Linked DNA regions of Zea mays: region 1 is linked to region 2. Evidence: chromatin contacts called from public Hi-C data. All regions are on one chromosome and are shown on one strand. Each heading gives the region's core, a stretch centred on a gene start, on an enhancer-like site or on the middle of the called end of the contact. The rest is flanking DNA. Distances are from core to core; before and after follow the strand shown.

Evidence for each region. A called contact is a pair of places that touch in the nucleus more often than the background predicts.
Region 1: a Hi-C map of endosperm shows a contact between it and region 2, with 3 times the contacts expected there. The contact joins the promoter of LOC100284304 here to the promoter of LOC100383190 in region 2. A contact is called at or near these places in 6 of 25 Hi-C or Micro-C datasets (bundle sheath, ear, endosperm and 2 more).

The regions. Positions count from the first base shown.
Region 1 is chr6:65,527,126-65,531,306 of Zm-B73-REFERENCE-NAM-5.0, forward strand. It overlaps LOC100284304 (60S ribosomal protein L9-like), which reads right to left and starts at 2,137. Exons shown (of 3, transcript NM_001374378.1): 1 at 1,681-2,137; 2 at 1,436-1,558; 3 at 509-745. The coding sequence starts at 2,043. The coding sequence ends at 659.
Region 2 is chr6:65,186,840-65,190,900 of Zm-B73-REFERENCE-NAM-5.0, forward strand. LOC100383190 reads right to left here and starts at 1,983. Exons shown (of 13, transcript NM_001361953.1): 1 at 1-1,983. The coding sequence starts at 1,841.

The DNA of each region.
Region 1 (4,181 bases), core at 887-3,386, 340 kb after region 2:
GATTTGATGTGGGTGAAGAGAACGAAGACGATGTTATTTTTTTTTTTTTTTTGCTTGATGACCTTGATATGGATGATGAAGCCAGAAACAACAGCGGTGGATATGGTGATAAGCAACAAATTAGACAAGGATGAAGTTAGTTATAGATGATTTAGATGATGGTTATTAACATATAATAAAGGGAGACTAGATAACGCTTGTGTGCTTGATTTTGTGAACATTGCATTCCACTCTATTTGCTTTTTTTGTTATGTTTATAGATTTCATTCTATTTTGTTTGCGTTTGTCAACTTACTATTAGTTGAACTTGTGCAGTTGACCAGTTGTAGAGATATCATTTTGCAGAATATTATTATGTGAACAATGTTGATTGTTTGGTATTTAGCTTCATATTATTGTCTGAAACTATAATATATTAATATTTTACTATATTGTTTAAAGCTACGTTTAAACCTTTAACCTTCACCTGTTTTAGTAACCTCGTCGACCAGATCCTTTTAGGAAATGATAAACAAGCTTCATATTCTTAAACAGATACGATAATATTGTAGGATAAGATAATGGTCCACAACACATCCTAACCGATTACAAAGTTCACCTTGAGAAAATTGCAAACCAAACAATAATTCCAACTCAAACGATAACAACTAATTGTCCCTCACTGCTCCTCTTCGATCACACCCTTGTCGCTCACATAGATACCATCCAAAAACTTCCTGATATCCTTCTTCTTGACATGGCATTTCTGTAGAGAAATGGAGAGAAAATGTTCAGTAGCACATCAATCCGCTATAGTAACGTGAATTATATAACAGCAAAATCTGAAAGACAAAGCTAGTAAAAACAAATGATGTACTTGAGATCAAATCAAAGATCAAAACACAAACAAGAACCAAGACATGCCATGTGTAAAATATCATGGCATGAGCAAGAGGTGGTCAGTATTACCAAATACAACCCACAGCGAGCCTATAAAATGCCTACTGACTTGTTGAGAGCACACTAACCATAGACAAAAATTGCTTAACAAATGGATGGACGATGGACATATATCTTTACATATAAGACGGTGCTTGAGTTCTTGTTTGTATTTGATCTTGGCGCACTAGATAATGCCATGTCACCTTAAAAATGTGATATGCCTACATATTTGAAGCCAAAACCACCTGGCTCATTAACATTTAAGGGCAGCCAATATGATTAAACCTCGGCAAGTCGGCATTCCAATCGGAATGCTAAGGTTTAACTATTTGGAATGCTAAGGTTTAACTAACTAAACAGCGGCACTTGCTTCATAGCAGAGCAATTATAAATGCAAGGTTCACGATCTACCACATCAAAGCACACCAGACACTGCATATAGCAGCAGCAACCTCATATGTAATGGTTCATGTGTAATAGTAAGAGATGATGAGCGAAGCAAGCCGGGATTCACCTGGTTGATGAGGGCGGCGGAGCGAGAGACTAACTCGACGTCGTTGCCATCGAGAATAAGCTCGTCCTTGACCTTCTCGGAGCGGAGGATGGTCACGCCGTCAAGCATGTCCACCTTTCTGACCTGATCGACCCCGGGATCACCACCAAGCAGTCAGACAGACACAGGTCAGAACACATCGCAACCTCCCAGATCTGATCTGCTTCGACGCACGCACGAAACAGAGATATGTGTGTAGGGTGTACCTTCTTCTCGCCGAGGAAGTTCCTTATCTCGATGGCGGTGTTGGAGTTGGTGATGGACGCGTTGATGGGGAAATGGGCGTAGACAAACCTCATCTTGTAGCGGTAGCCCTTGGTGACCCCCTTGATGAGGTTCTGGACGTGGGAGATGGCGGTGCGGATGGCGGCCATGGTGCGGCGGGTGCCGAACCATGCGTCCACCTTGAGCTTGCGGCCGCCCTCCTGCAGCTGGAAGTCGAGGTTGAGGTGCTTGAAGTTCCGGGTGAGCTTCCCGCGGGGGCCCTCCACCGTCACCAGCTTGGCCGCCACCGTCACTGTGACGCCCTCCGGGATGTCCATCGTCTCCGACGCCAGGATCGTCTTCATCTTGCCTCCTCCTCGGGGTCGCGGGGCGGGCGGCGGAATGGGGTAGGAGGGTTTGCGAAGGAGCGGCGGCGCGCGGAGGGCGATCCTTTTATATAAAAAAGGGGCGGCCAGGGGTAGGGTTTTGTGGTTTGATCGGTCGATCCCCGCCGTCGGATCGGTGGCTTTAGGGTTGGTTTGCAGTTTGCTGGTCAAGTGGTCAGGTGGGCCTGTAATGCTACTTGGTCACTCGGCTGGGCTTCAGATCACACTTTTGGCAAGGGCGCCCTCTCACTCTCACTCGCTGTACCTTACTCCTTCGAGGTTCACGTCGCGTCACTCATCGCCATCGTGTTCTCGACCGACGACATTCACACACAGCGAGCTCCTGGAAGTAGAGTCGCAGACACACACTGTCAGCACTGCTTCTTCAGTTGGTAGTGTTTGGTTGAGGAGCCAAGTAGAACGGAGCCGTTCCATTCCTGATTCTAGGAACGGAGTCGCTCTGTTCTGTGTTTGGTAATCTGGAACGGAGCGGCTCTGTTTTTTGTTTGGTTGCAGAGTGAACGGAACAGAGCGTGACTGTGAGAGCGGGATGAGAACGGAGCGGCTCCGTCCGGTTGATTTTTTTGGAGCGGAATGGTTCCGGATCTGAGGAGAATATTCCCTAATTGGAGTCATTCCGTTCTAGTTACTTTGTAGCCAAACAGCAACAAAACTAGGACAGAACGGCTCCGTTCTACTTGGCTCTTCAACCAAACACTACCTTGCTGAATCAGAAGCAAGACAGGAGCACGATGATGTGCAAGTTGATAGGCTACGCAGGAGCGGAAGGGTGCGCAAGGCAAACCCGGCTGTGTTCGGCCCACAGTGGGTCACCAATTAAGCCCACCTGTAATAGGAAGATGTGTATTAAGGCTGGTGGCAGTGCGGGCTGCAGCGCGGGCGAGAAGAGGCCGCTGCCGCTCGCGCGCGGGCGAGAGGTGGGCGAGAGGCCGGCGCCGGGCGATGGCGCTCGCGCCCGACGAGAGCGGGCGGTATCGCCTCGCTCTCGCCCGCGCTGGAGCGCCCGCCCGGGCGAGATGCGGGCGAGAGGGAGGCGAGGCACTGGCGGGGCGAGAGCGACGTGGCGCGATCTGATTGGTCCATGTGTCGCGATCCGATTGGTCCACGTGTGCTAGCCGTTGCAACTAGCCGTTTTTGACCGTTTGGAGTCCAAAAAATTCGAAAAAAATGCAAAAAATCACAAATTTCATCCCCAATCCCTCTATATATACCCCTACCCAGGTGGAGCTCATTCTACACACCATTTCATCTCATTTTTCTCTTCCAAACTCCTCTTTCTTCACACAATGTCGGGTTGGTCCCCAGATTTGAACACCTTCACGGATCTCTTGCAGTCCGATGGGTCACCTACAACCCTTCTGTTAGATGAGTCTTCTTCACTACATCGTCGCTCCGATGTTTTAGCCTCACTCCCCCGTGCATTATTTCCGGCTGCACGTCCACCACCATACCCTTATCCCTATCATTTGTATCAATATCCGTTGTCTTCATATAGTCAACCTTCAACTTCTCAAGCCAGAATTCAAGCCTCATTCCCGGTACGTCCGTATGCCCCTCCCCCACCTGCTGCGGACGGAAGTCAAGCTTCTTTCCAGATACCTCCATACGCCCCTCCTCCATATGCTCCACCTCCGTATGGAGTACCTCCTTATGCTCCATATGCTCCACCTCCGTATGGAGCACTTCATCCATATGCTCCACCTACGTATGGAGCACCTCCTCCAGTTGCACCTTTATCTGTTGGATCTGAAAACCAAGCTGAGGAAAATGGTGGCAAGTTGTTCGCCACGAGCCCAAGTGGTCAGCAAAGCATGGTCTTGGTAGTGGATCTGATTCGACTGCGAATAAGAGAACCCGACTCGGAGTCTCTGGTGAATATAGTTCTGGAGGCACTGAAGACACCGAGGAGGAAGTGCCCCGACCAGTGGGGCGTGATAGGGCAAAGGCGGCTGCGCGAAAGACAAAGACGAAGGGGAAAGGGAAGGAAGCCATGAGCAGCGAATCAACAAGTGAAGCATTCAAAATGAATAACTTGTGGGGTGGATTAGTGAAGGCCAAGCTTTTGAAGCAATGGAACATCCTAAAGGGCCGATCAA
Region 2 (4,061 bases), core at 733-3,232:
ACAGCACCAGTATTATCAGCAACGTAACTCTGTGCACTGTGGGTATCTACCTGATACCACTGCTGTGTCGCCTCATCATACTTCCACCCCGGGTAGAGGCTCTCCAGGTATTTGGGATCAGTGGAGCCCAACTGTGCATTAGTGCTTTGATCCCCGTACCCTGCACTACTTCCACTGGGACCGAAATGAGAGTTAGCATTTTTATCAACTCCGTCAGAGAAGCTGTGTCCAGCACTAATCATGGCAGTGTTATACACTCCTGCAGAGAAGCTGTGATCTGGTGCGCTAACATTTGTAGCACCTACCAAGGATGAGACGTCTTGGCTGACAGGGACGGTGCCCTCAAAGAAGTCATCTTCAGCTCCATCGGGCAGGAGGTCACCAAATAGATCCGCCCCACCAGTGCTGGCACCAAAGTCGTTCCACTGCACTTGCTTGACGGCGGTATGGATGCCTTTCTCTGACCCTGGGGACCCACCCTCTGTCACTGTGGCAGTATCACCAGCATTGGCAGGAATCTCCTGAGCTTCAGGCTTAGTATGCACCGGTACAGATCCATGCTCTTTCTGCTCCTCTTTATGTGATGCCACCGCAGGATAAGCATCGGTCTGAGGAGGGGCCGCCGCAGGCTCAAGCTGAGGCTTTGACTCAGAAGTCGGCTCTGTAAGCTCAAGAGCAGGCTCTGGATGTGAAGTGTTTTGTATGTACGAACCACTAAACTGTTGGTGCTGCTGAACACTACCGCCACTCGCAAGGTCTGCCACAGCACCACCAGTATCACGAGCAGCATAAGTCTGTGTGTTGAGGGTATCTACCTGATACCACTGATGTGTGGCCTCGTCGTACTTCCAGCCAGGGTAGAGGCTCTCTAGATATCTGGGATCAGTGTACTCCACCTGCGCATCAGCGCTCCGATCCCCGTATCCCTCAGCAGTAGCTCTGGAATCGAACTGGGAAGTGGCATTGCTCTCCCCATATCCCACCTCTGTATGCATCGGCTTGGGTTCACACTGTGCCTCCCCCTCTTTCTGTGGTGCCACTGCAGGCTGATTGCCAGCCTCAGTCTCAGGCTGAGAAGCCGTCTGCCTGTGTTCAAGCCCAGTCCCTGCGTGTGAAGTGTTTTGCAGGTAAGAACCACCAAACTTCTGCTGAAGGTCACCATCACTCCTATGGTCTGCCACAGCAGCACCAGTATTCTGAGCAGCATAGCTCTGCGCGCTGAGAGTATCTACCTGATACCACTGCTGCGTAGCGTCATCGTACTTCCAGCCAGGGTAGAGGCTCTCTAGATACCTGGGATCCGTGTACTCCAGCTGCGATTTGGCGCTCTGATGCCCAGACCCCTCCGCAGCTGTGCTGGAATCCAACTGGGAACTGGCATTGCTCTCCGTGTGGCCAGAGACGGTGCGATCCGGCGCGCTGCCATCGCCGGTGCCTGCTGAGAGAGACGACGACAGCGACGGCTCCAGGCCCTGATGATCCTCTGGCACAGCCGCGGCCCCGGAGAAGGGTTCTCCGTCTTCCGGCAGGAGGTCCCCGGCCGGATCTGCCCCGACGGTGGCAGCGAGGTCGGGGGGCGGATGCAGCAGCACGGCCGCAGGATACACCTCCGGCGAGGGCTCACGCTCCGCATCCTCCGTCGGTGCCGCTGCCGCCGCAGCAGCAGCAGCAGGCTGGTCACGAGGCTCGGACTCGCGAGGCGGCGGCGCGTCGGGTTGATCGGTCAGCGATAGCGCAGCGAGCCCCCCCACGGCGGCGGCGGCCGGGGGATCGTCGTCGTCGTCGGAGTTGACTAGCTTGTCGAAGAAGGCTTCGTCGGTCTCGTCGAAATCCGAGGCCATGGAGTAGGAGGAGGAGGGGAATTAGCCCTAGTCCCTAGGGTTTGGTTGCATGAAGGGGGGAGGAAGAAGGTGGATCTGGTCGGGCCGCTCTTGGTTTCGCTTTGGTGGACTTCCGCCGCAGTGGGGAAGGGAGGAGATTGGAGACTGGGAGCAGAGGGAGGAGACGCGTGTGCGATGCGCGCGCTGACGTCACTAATCCGCTAGAGGTGTCTGTAGAGATTTGATTGTTAAATAACCCGATCTAGCACGCTAATACTTATTTAAGAAAATTCATCACTAATCCGCTATTTGAAAATTTTGTGTAAAAAATACAGTGGAAATGATCGAGTTTTCGTCATATCTTTACTCTTATAATGTAAACTAGGTGGGTGCCCGTGCATTGCAATGGAGACATATAATACCATGATAACTTATATATAAATAGGTATGTGTCCGTGTGTTGCCACGAGGTGAGGAGCATGGAGAGCGACGTCTAGGCTACAAATATTGTATGTACCATGTTGTTAGGTTTGTTCTTCAGTCCTCTCTTAGGATTCCAGTAAACGGGACATTAGCAGACAACAACTGGTCAGAAGTCAAATCCATTAATCTTAAATTCTCAATCACATATAGGGTGGTAACGATCTATAAATTTTACACTATAAAATTAAGGATCAGATCGGATCAGAATCATGTTTTATTTTTATTCACTTTTGAACTAAAATTAATTAAAGGATTCAAACAAATTGTGAAAAGACATAATCCATTACCACTCCTAATCACATCTCACGAACCATCACCATTCAAGTGCAGAACGCCAAGATGGCACTTGAGGAGTGATGAGATCACAACACGTGACTCCCCGGGCCCAAAAGCCCAATAAAACCTTCTCATCACAACAAATCCCCAAATTGTCTCTAGGAATTCACCAGCAAGGGAGATTACAAACCAATACTTGGCCACATGAATGAATGCCCTCAAGGCTCTGTCTGATGTAGAGGCCAAGCAAAGCAGATAAAAGTATAAGGCCATGCATTCTAGCTACAGCTAGGAAGCAAGGCACTGACCTGTTAGAATTAGAAAAATATTTAACAGCAATAAGCACAACAAATGCAGGCATCATTTTGCTTTTCAGGTACTACACCACACGGACAGAGGAAAAATAAAAAAGGTTATTATACACATGATTACACCTGCAAACCTCAAATCAATCTATCACTGTTCCCTTAGCACCACAAATCATGATCAAGGATAAGTTCGATCCAAGCATCATTCTAGCTTTTTACGGATCTGCAATGATTTTACACCTCATGCTCATGCTCATGCTGATACACCCAAAAATATAATTCTAAGATATTTCTAAGAAAAAATATGTATGTTTAGGAGAACCAAATGGGGGACTAAGGTTTTCCTGAGTTGTGTGGCTAATGACATGTATAGATGCGGGACCGATCCTTGTTTCAACACGGTTGTCCAAAAGGCAAATGATTAGTTGCGAAACTTCTTAGCTACCCTGCAAAAACAGATCAACCAGTACAGAAACACGTTGTTTTAGGCCAACTATTTTTTTTCTCATCTAGCATGCATGCAGACAATCTATGACCCCAGATATTGTTTGTTCATCAAGGACCATACAACCTGTGTCATTAACGCCAATTGTGTAAAAAAAGCAAGTAGTATTATCGAGAACGAACCACGACTGCTACCTAAGTTCAAGTAGAAAACAAGCACCAGTCATATGCCTATGTATGTAAGTGAAATTAGTAGAACTTCATTTCTACGGATATGTCAAAATCTCTTCCACCTTGACTCTTGAGCTTGAATAGCCCATGCTTCATCTTCTGTGGCGGGCACTGAAATTAGCTGGAGGCTGGAGCATGAGCAAATAGTAGGCAACAATAAGCCAGAAGTTCATTCTTTTCATAAGATCTTTGCTAAAAAATCACTGAATATTTAATCTAAAGGATCCATTTTCATGTTCTTGTAATATGTTGCTCCTAATAGAACATCTGTATATATATCTTTTGAACATTCGCTGCATCTAAGGGCATAGGGTTTACAAATTAAAGGTCTATATTCCAGAATTCAGTCGAGTCATGAAAACGGCGGCATGGCACCGATTGGTCAAAATGAAGAATTCTGAACGGACAACTATAGACCAGCAAGTGAAAAAATGCCTCACAGGCTCACCTGGCACGTCTCTAACAACACCCATGCCAAGCTCGGAATTATCCCCGAGCA